2 separate regions of the Triticum aestivum genome follow, and region 2 is linked to region 1. Evidence: chromatin contacts called from public Hi-C data. All regions are on one chromosome and are shown on one strand. The core of a region is the stretch at or near the end of the contact, and the rest is flanking DNA. Distances in the headings are between cores, read along the strand shown.

Region 1 (4,737 bases), core at 802-3,301:
AAACATTCTTTAGGGGAGCAGTTAACCGGTTTGTTGTTACAAGGTGCTCTGGTTTTTGTAGCAGACCAAATGGCTGCAGATTGTACTTCTAATCGTGATTTTTTATTAATGTGAGATTTAAGCGCAATAGTTCGCATAACTTGGGAGGCAATCCTGAAAAGGAGGAGAGCACTTGAAATAGGCTTAGTGAAGAGAATTTGAGATGGCACGACCAAACATATTTGGGTTGACCACTGAATACTTGATGTCCTTGCGAGTTTCAAGGGTGAGGAAGGTGAGAGAACTGTTTTCTGCTGACAGTAGGTGGTGGAATGAGGACACTCTCCAAGAGAACTTCTTAACACCAGACATCTAGGTGATAAAGAAGACCCCTCTTGGAAAATTGGACCAGGATATGTGAGTGTGATCCAGAATTTTATGCCTGGCAGGGCTAACTTGCACCTCCATCCCATGCCCCTTTGATTACATTTTCAATTCAATATGCAAATAAGTTGGATGCTTGGATGCCTATGGTGAGTGAACTATAATAGCTTGAGTTAACTGAACTGCAACAAAGAATGGTTTTAGTCTTTCGGTTAAGCTGACTAACTGTTTCAAAATTCTGAACTATTTGATATGAATGTTATGTCTCCACTATGTAATTCTCTGTACAACCCATTTAACTCTGCAACAGCCACTAAAATATATCCACGACCAGAATTATGGAACCGGGGGGGGGGGGGGGGGGGGGGAGTACAACATTGCATAACCTTCTGGTTTTCCTGAGGTACTGCTCAGTAGTTTTTTTACCTCATACATAGATAGAACAAGAGTCACAAGAGCTGATTTTGTGCACCTAGCCTCAGGCGCACCCACTGGATTGGGGGGGGGTTGGGGGGGGGGGGGAGTACAACATTGCATAACCTTCTGGTTTTCCTGAGGTACTGCTCAGTAGTTTTTTTACCTCATACATAGATAGAACAAGAGTCACAAGAGCTGATTTTGTGCACCTAGCCTCAGGCGCACCCACTGGATTAAGAATCTGAAATGTGGAACTTTCAAAAGTTCCAAAAACAAATCTGCATATATAACATATTATTGGACCGATGAATGTAAAAATTATGAAATATAACACAAATCCATGGTTATATGTTTGAAATTAGAAGTCTGTGGATGGGGATGGAAGGAAAGGATTGCGAGTCTGATGTGCCATCGACAGTGGCGGGCATTAATTGGGGAGGCGGAGATAGCAGCATGACGTGCATGATGTTTGATTAGACTTTGGTTACTTGGTGATGCTTTTAGTTTGCTAGAACTTTTTAGCCTGAAAGAAAGCAAAATGCATATACACGGGGATCAGGAATCCATTAAGTTATCTTAGTATCTCTTTCTGGTTTGAGATTAGTATCGTTTTTTCTTATGCATTTAATTTGCTGCGCAGGTGTCTTACATAAGATGCTATAAGGATTACATAACTTTCTTTACCGATCACAACGCTGACGGTGGTAGGACATGCTTTCTAACTGCCATTCCAACAAGCCAGCAAAGACGGATGAGAATCAACAATCAAAGATGATAGAGGCGCATGAAATCCAAAAAAAGGAGGGAGAGAGCCAATGGAGGGCCGGGGGAGCGAGATCCGGTGTCAAGATACAGAAAAGAGGCCGGAGAGAGCTCCATGGTCCGGGGTGGTGGAACAGGGGGATCCGGGTCCGGGGTGGTGGAACAGGGGGATCCGGGTGGTGCAGAGATACGGCGGCGTCGCGGGGGGGGGGGGGGGGGGGGGGGGGGGGGGGGAGGGGATCCCGGCGGCGCCATGGTCTGGGGTGGAGCGGGGGAGGGAGGGGGGATCTCGGCGGTGAGAGATCCGGCGGCGTCGTGGGCGGAGGGAATCCGGACGGCGGTTGGCGCAGCGGCGGCGGTGGAGTGTCCATGCCCTGGTCCAGGGAAAGGACGAGGTCGAGATGTGGATAAACATGCGAAAGAGAGCTGCGAGTACGACCGACGGGGCAAGGCTGGAGGAACTAGCGACGAGGTCGGGATGTGGATAAACATGCGAAAGAGAGCTGCGAGGTACGACCGACGGGGCAAGGCTGGAGGAGCTAGCGACGCGGCTTCTAGACCACACGCGTGTTGCTAGCTAGCGTACACGCATGTTGTTGGTTTTTTTTCATGGAGCGTGCACACATCGTTGAACAGGTTCTTTTTCTGTTTTTAATAGTTTTGACTTATTTTTTGAGAGTAATTTGTTTGGATCCTTCACGCATATCGATAAAAATCTTCGAGTCCATAACGCGAACGTGTTAGTACATGTCTTTGTTGTCCGAACTATGCATATATTGGGTTTTTGTTTTAAGGTTGAATTTGACTCATCTCGAAAAAAAAGTTAAATTTGACTCTCTTTATGTCAATCATGAACTCATACTGACTGACTACTAGGATGCGGAAACTGAAAGGGATAGAAAGAACAAGTAGTAGGTAATGTCGGACTACCATATATACACACATCATGACACACACAGAAATATAAAATATATTGTCTCCAGATGATATTGATCTCAGTAGTCAATATCAAAATACAACGCATGAGTATGTGGTTTTTTTTTTCTTCCGGTGCAACGCACGGGCAGTTTTCCTAGTAAAAATAAAGCAAAAAACTAGAACAGAAAACAGAAAAAAAAACAGACCGTGGCCTCCCGTGCAGCTATGCCGGCCCATCTGGGGCTCCACCTAACGCGAGGCTTTCGCTATCTCTAACGGAAGACCCTATTTGACGCGCGCTGCGTCAAACTGTCGGCGGTTCGCACAGGCGAAGCGACCGAGCGACGCGATGGGCCGGCCCATTATGCGTATGCAGTTCCTGTCCTATCGTCCGGTTTTGGGAACCTTCTAGAAGTTTCCCTGAACTGGTTTATTTTCTTTTACCGGTTTTCCTTTTAATTTCTGTTTTTCTTTTTATCCGTTTTCCTTTTTGTCATTTTTCTGTTTCTTTTTCTTCTTTCTATTTACTTTTTTCTTTATCCTTTTTTGTTTTCTTTCTTATTTCGAGTTCCTTTTTTCTTTCTTCACTTTTATCATATTTTTGAAAAATGTTTCAAAAACTAATTTTTTTAAAATTTTTAAAAACTTTCGTGAGTTCAAATTTTGGTCATAAATTCAGAAAATGTTCCATTTTTTAAAATATTGTTCTATTTTCAAAAAAGTTCCCGTTTTAAAGAAATTGTTTGCAAAATTTAAAAAATGTGCATGTTTTCATTTTTTTGAGGGCTTTGCATGTTTTCATTTTTTAGGGGTTTCGAAATTGTTCAGTTTCAAAGTTTTGTTCACAAATTTCAAAAAAAAATGTTCGGGTGGTTCAAAACAAGTTCCCATTTTAAACAAATTGTTCAAACATTTCAAAAAATGTGCACAGGTTCATTTTTGAGTTTCAAATTTTTGTTCACAAATTTCAAAAAAAAATGTTCGGGTGGTTCAAAACAAGTTCCCATTTTAAACAAATTGTTCATAAATTTCAAAAAATGTGCACAGGTTCATTTTTGAGTTTCAAATTTTTGTTCACAAATTTCAAAAAATGTTCGGGTGGTTCAAAACATGTTCCCGTTTTCAAAAATTGTTCGCAAATTTTAGAAATGTGCACATTTTCATTTTTTCAGGAGTTTCGAAATTGTCAAGTTTCAATTATTTGTTCACCAATTTCAAAAAATGTTCTTGGTTTCACATTTTTCAAAATATGTTCATGTTTTCAAATTTTGTCTTGGAATTTCAAAACATGTTCCATATTTTAAAATATATTTCAGTTTTAATATTTTATTCACAACTTAGCAATTTGTTTGTGTTCACAGATCCCTTTGTTTTTTTCAATAAAAAATGCTTTTGAAATTCAAGATATTATGTGGATCTGCGCTGCGGTTGGTTCTTTAAGCTTGGCACTGCTGTATAATCAGTAAAGAATGCTAGTTCAACTGGTAGAACCACGTGAGGTTTTGGTTTCGAATTCCCGTGACGACGGCATTTTTTTAGCTACAGCGTACTGTCGGTCGTTACACTCATGGGCCGGCCCAGTTGGACACCCGCCTGTGCGAAACCGCGCCTGTTTGCCGCAGCGAGCGTCTCTAACTATGGCCCCCAGCCTTCATAAGAAACTATAGCCCCCAGCCCAATAAGCTCTCAGGTGGCCCATAAACCCTTCTCCACCCTCTCCGGTGTCCACCCCTCTCCCTCCCCGGGAACCGAAATAAGAAGGGAGGCGCAAAGCAGAGGAAAGATCAACAGAAGCGCCGGGAGAGAGCAGAGCGATGAGGCCTTTCCACGGCGACGTCGCTGGCCTGACTTCGCCCCGTCTCCGGCGGCTCCTCTGCTTCCTCAGGCGCTGGAATCTCTCCGACACCGCACACGCGTACGTCTCTCTGACCATCTTCACTTTGGTCCGGCCATGTCCATACAGAATCTCCTGTTGCTGCCGGCGGAATCCAACCGGAGACACCAATTGCAACGATGCGTGCATGATTCAAGGCAGAGTTTCTCGTGCATTGCAGGCTGGAGCAGGAGACGGACGTGTCCTTCATGCCGGAGTACCTGCGGCTGCTGCTGGCCCAGGACAAGTGGGCGGAAGCCGAGGCGTACGTGGCGGGCCTCGTCGACATGGAGGACTGCAGCCGGCTGGCCAGCCTCGTCCTCGCACGCATCCGCGTCTTCGGCGTCATGTCCAAGTTCGCCGTCGGGGAGGCCAGCACCGTCTCCGCCGCTTCCTTCCGACGC
Region 2 (4,737 bases), core at 1,165-3,664, 650 kb before region 1:
TGCGAACGAGACACAGCGTTCCATGGTCTCGAACTTTCCTTTTGAATTTGTGCATACAGTAGCCGCTTCACCGGAACGTAGACACACTCACGCTGCCAAACTGATACACCGGAACGCCATCGCGTAACTTGCCAGCTCTGGGCACAAATAGCAAGCCTTGTTCCACGGCATATACCTGGATCCGCTCCTTGATGAACTTTTCTTTTCAAAATTGATGAGCTTTTTTCAAGTTCATGTTTTTTTTTCAAGTCGATTGATATTTTTTTCAATTCTTTTTTTTCATAATCCCGCGAACTTTTTTCAAATTTGTGAACTTTTTTTCAACAAGATGAATATATTCAAATTCATGAACATTTTCTAAGCCCATGAGCATTTATATTAAAGCCATGGTCTTTTAATATTTTATAAAAAAATTCAAAATCACAAAAAACTGGTGGCTTGGTTATTTTTCTCAACCAGCAGCTCAGCACGGCGAGCGAATAAAACCCAGGAACGAGCGAGCCGAGGCTTAGCAAACAGGGAGCTCCTGTTTGGTGCCTTAAGCGCCCGAACAGCTCCCTAATGCAAGGACACGTCTAGTGAGCCGGCCCAGAAAACCTTCGCTTGATCGCATCTCAGCGAACCACTCGTAAGAGCAACTAGTTGACGAGCGCTTCTTCAGGAGCCTCACAACGATCACTTCTGGGGTGGGCTAAGGGCACGTCACTTGGCGCGCTCTCAGCCGTCGTCACGTGTCATGCTTTGGACGCTCCCTTCAGATTATTTAATTATTTATTTTTCGCACGCGTTTTCGGCTTTTTAAGCATTTTTTATATTTTTTTAACTTTTTAGATTTTCACCGATCTTCCTGAACTTTTGCACAAAAAAATTTGCGTGAAAAAGCGCATTTCTTTTGCTTCCGCGTGAGCCAAGGTTTTGCTTTCGCGAGAAGCACTGCCGTGCCTCTCGGAAATGAAAAAATCCCCGCATTTTTCTGTTTTTTCCTTTCACGAGAGATAAGGTTTTGCTTTCGTGAGAGGCACGGGTGTCCTTTCACAAGAGGCACGGCCGTGCCTCTCGAAAATGAAAAAAAAATACTTTCTGTTTTTTCCTTCCGCGAGAGACACGATTTTGCTTTCGCGAGAGGCACAGTTGTGCTTTCGCAAGAGGCATCCTCTCGAAAACGAAAAGAAAACAATCTTTTATATTTTTCCCTTCCGCGAGAGGCACGGTTTTGTTTCCACGAGATGAACGGTTGTACTTTTGCTAGAAGCACGGCCGTTCCTCTCGGAAACGAAAAAAACCTGTTGTCTATTTTTTTGCTTCCGCGAGAGGCACGCCCGTGCCTCTTTCGGAAAGGATCCCGATTCGGTTTTTTTGTCCGGGTTTTTTCGTAAAAAAAAGTCCGTCAAAACCTATAACATGGGATCTAGTATTGAAGATCTCGACGCAAGGAGTCCACCGGTGAAAACGCTTCGAAATTTGGAAGCACGGTTTAAGAGATAAAACATTTTGAATAAACGAAACTACAAAAAAAAGAAAAACTCCTAGATGGCGCACATGCATCGCGCCACTTGCGACAACCCGAGGAGGTGGGAGTGATGTTTGCAAGGAGTACTCCTCAATTAGTGATTTCGACCACTCCTCCGACCGTGATTGCCTAAAATAAAACTCATTCGATCGTGAATTCTGAAAAAGAAAACGTCGTTCGGTCGTGGAAACTTATACGTCTACCCCTAGAAAAAACTTATACGTCAATTTCAAGAGTTCACACAAAATAAATTATACATCTACCCCTCAAAAGGCTATCATCAATTTTGATACAAAAAAGTTCACAATTTTGAAAAAAAGTTCATTACCTTTGGAAAAAAAGTTCAAGGATTATCAAAAACATTTATTAATCAGTAAAAAAGTTCATTGAATTTCAAAAAAATCAAATTTAAAAAAACGTTAATCAATTTTTTTTAAAATGTAATTGAAAAATCAGTGAATTTAGAAAAGGTTGACCCAATTTGAAAAACTGATCATTTGAATTTGGAAAAGAAATCCATTGAATTTGAAAAAAAATCATCAACTTTGAAAGAACTATCAATTTGAAACAAGTTTACGCATTTAAAGAAAATAAAAAAAAGCAGGAAAACAAAAAAAGAAAAAATAAAAAACATAGAAGGCATTTCCTGAAAAATATAAGAACGGAAGTAGATACGCACCAACGAGTAGGTGGCCTAGTGATTAGTGCAGTATCCGCGCTGCTGTCAAAAAAAAAAATAGTGCAGTATCCGCGCAGCGATGAGATCCCGATTCCAAACCTAGTCTCTCACACACATCTGCACCTTTTATTTTTCAAAACACGATACAGCATAAAAAGGCCGGCCCAATGCTGACAGGGGGTGTGCACCCGTAGGCGCCAAACCCTATCGGCGCCCGTTGCGCCCGATTCTTCGGTTTGCGCAAACGGGTGCATACTCCGGCGCGGCGCTGGGCCGGCCCATCTGACGTGCTTCTATTGTGTCTTAATCGGCAAAAAAGGGGCACTACCAGGGAATATCCTAATTGCCGCTCGTTGCGTCAAACTGCCGGCGCTTCGCACATGCAAGCGTCCGAGCAGCCACGCAACGGGCCGGCCCGTTTAACTGTTCGAACGTCACCTATTTTGGGAACCTAAGGTTCCCTGCTGGTTTTTTCTGGTTTTGGGAAACTTCTAGATGGTTCTTTGAATCGGTTTTTTTTTGGTCCGTTTTTCTAATTTTTTTCTTTTCTTTTCCCTTATTTTCCTTTTTCTAGTTTTTCCTTTTGTTTCTTTATTCTGTTTCTTTATTTTTCCTTTTTCTGTTTTTTCTTTCTATTTTGTTTTTTATTAATTTAAAATTTGAGCACAATTCAAAAAAAATTCACGGATCCAAAGTTTGTGCATAATTTAAAAAATGTTCACGGTTTCAAAAAAAATTCACAATTCAAAAACAAATTACGGTTTTAATATTTGTTAACAATTTGAAAAATGTTCACAATTATATAATTTTGTTCACGAATTTTGGAATTGCACCATATTTCAAAATTTGTTTACAATTCAAAAAATGGTCGCAGTTTAACGAAAAATGTTCACAATTTTATAATTTGTTCACGAATTTGAAATTTGTTTATGTTCCAAAATTTGTACATAATTCAAAAATGTTCATGGTTTTCAAAATTTGTTCGCTGATTCGAAAAATGTTCACAATTATTGTTCATGAATTTGAAATTTATTCATGTGTTAAAATTTGTTCACAGTATAAAAGAAATATGGTTTCAAAATTTGTTCGGAATTCGAAAAATGTTCACAATTTTAAAATTTTGTTCAAGAATTTGAAATTTGTTCATGTTTAAAATTTGTTTGCAATTTGAAAAATGTTCACAGTTTCAAAATTTGTTCATATATTCGAAAAATGTTCGCATTTTTCGAATTTTGTTCATGAATTCGAAATTATTTCATGTTCCAAAACTTGATCACAATTCAAAAATGTTTACAGTTTTCAAAATTTGTTCGTACATTCGAAAAATGTTCATAATTTATAAAAAAATTCACAAATTTGAATTTTCTTCATGTTTTAAAAGTTGTTCAGAATTAGAAAAACAATTACGGTTTCAAAATTTGTTCAGAATTTTAAAAATGTACATAATTTTATAATTTTGTACACAAATTTGAAATATGTTCATGTTTCAAAATTTGTTCACAATTCAAAAAATGTTCGCAGTTTAAAAAAATTTGTGGATTAAAAAATGTTCGCATTTTTATAATTTTGTTCACAAATTTTCAATTTATTCATGTTTCAAAATTTGTTCACCATTTGAAAAATGTTTAGTGTTTCAAAATTTGTTCACAATTCGGAAAATATCCTCAATTTTTCACGAATTTGAAATTTGTTCATCTTTCAAAATTTGTTCACAATTTGAAAAATGTTTGCAGTTTCAATTTTTTTTTCACAATTCAAAAAATGTGCGGTTTCAAAATTTATTCACATTTTGAAAAGTGTGAACGGTTTCATCAATTTGTTCAAACGAAAAGGAAACAAAAAATAAATTTGTTTGCATTTTCACAAAACTGTTCGTAATTTCTAGAAAAGTTCTCCTATTCAATTTTTTGCTTTTGCCCATAAATACAATTATTTTACCAAATAAAGTTCATGGTTCAAAAATTCATGTTCAAAATTTTAGAAAAAGATCAGATCTGCAACGGTTTATGGTTTGTGTTTTTTAAGTTTTATAGCTAGGGTCTTTAACATTCGCGATGGCAAGTTAACACCCGCGGTAGCCGGTTGAGGTGGCTAGCGCAAGGTGCACGTTACCGAGAGGTTGTGTGTTCGACTCGTATTGTTGGAGCATTTTCATTTTTGTGATTTTCCACCCCTACAGCAAATGGGCCGGCCCAGGTGAGCTGGCTCTGTGCGAAAGGGCGACTACTCGCCGCAAAATGCGGCGTATAGGAGTTCCCCACTACCAGGATTCAAACTCGTCAACAACCGCCAATGTAACCACCAGGATACCAGGCGGGATCTGTTTCCCAATAATTTTTTCCTTTAATTATTCGTCCTTCTTCCTTTTTAAATTTTCGTTTTTTCCCTCATCTTGGTCCGATTAATTGGTTCGCAAATACATGAACGTTTTCTTCAAATCGATGAACTATTTTCATAATCCATATACATTTTTTGAATTTCGATGAACTTTTTTTCAAATTTGATGAACCTTTTTTGAATTTCGATGAACTTTTCCAATGGTCGATGA

The links. A called contact is a pair of places that touch in the nucleus more often than the background predicts.
Region 2: a Hi-C map of leaf shows a contact between it and region 1, with 4 times the contacts expected there. The contact joins two enhancer-like sites. A contact is called at or near these places in 2 of 5 Hi-C or Micro-C datasets (both in leaf).

Annotation. Positions count from the first base shown.
Region 1 is chr5B:129,014,230-129,018,966 of IWGSC CS RefSeq v2.1, reverse strand. No RefSeq gene overlaps it. Among protein-coding and RNA genes, the nearest start is that of LOC123115832, 3.9 kb to the left of the region's middle. Within about 2 kb of position 2,051, at least 4 of the 8 cell types and tissues checked have an H3K27ac peak or open chromatin away from gene starts, as enhancers often do. A contact at or near this core is called in leaf, where this site is marked.
Region 2 is chr5B:129,662,403-129,667,139 of IWGSC CS RefSeq v2.1, reverse strand. No RefSeq gene overlaps it. Among protein-coding and RNA genes, the nearest start is that of LOC123110783, 6.9 kb to the left of the region's middle. Within about 2 kb of position 2,414, at least 4 of the 8 cell types and tissues checked have an H3K27ac peak or open chromatin away from gene starts, as enhancers often do. A contact at or near this core is called in leaf, where this site is marked.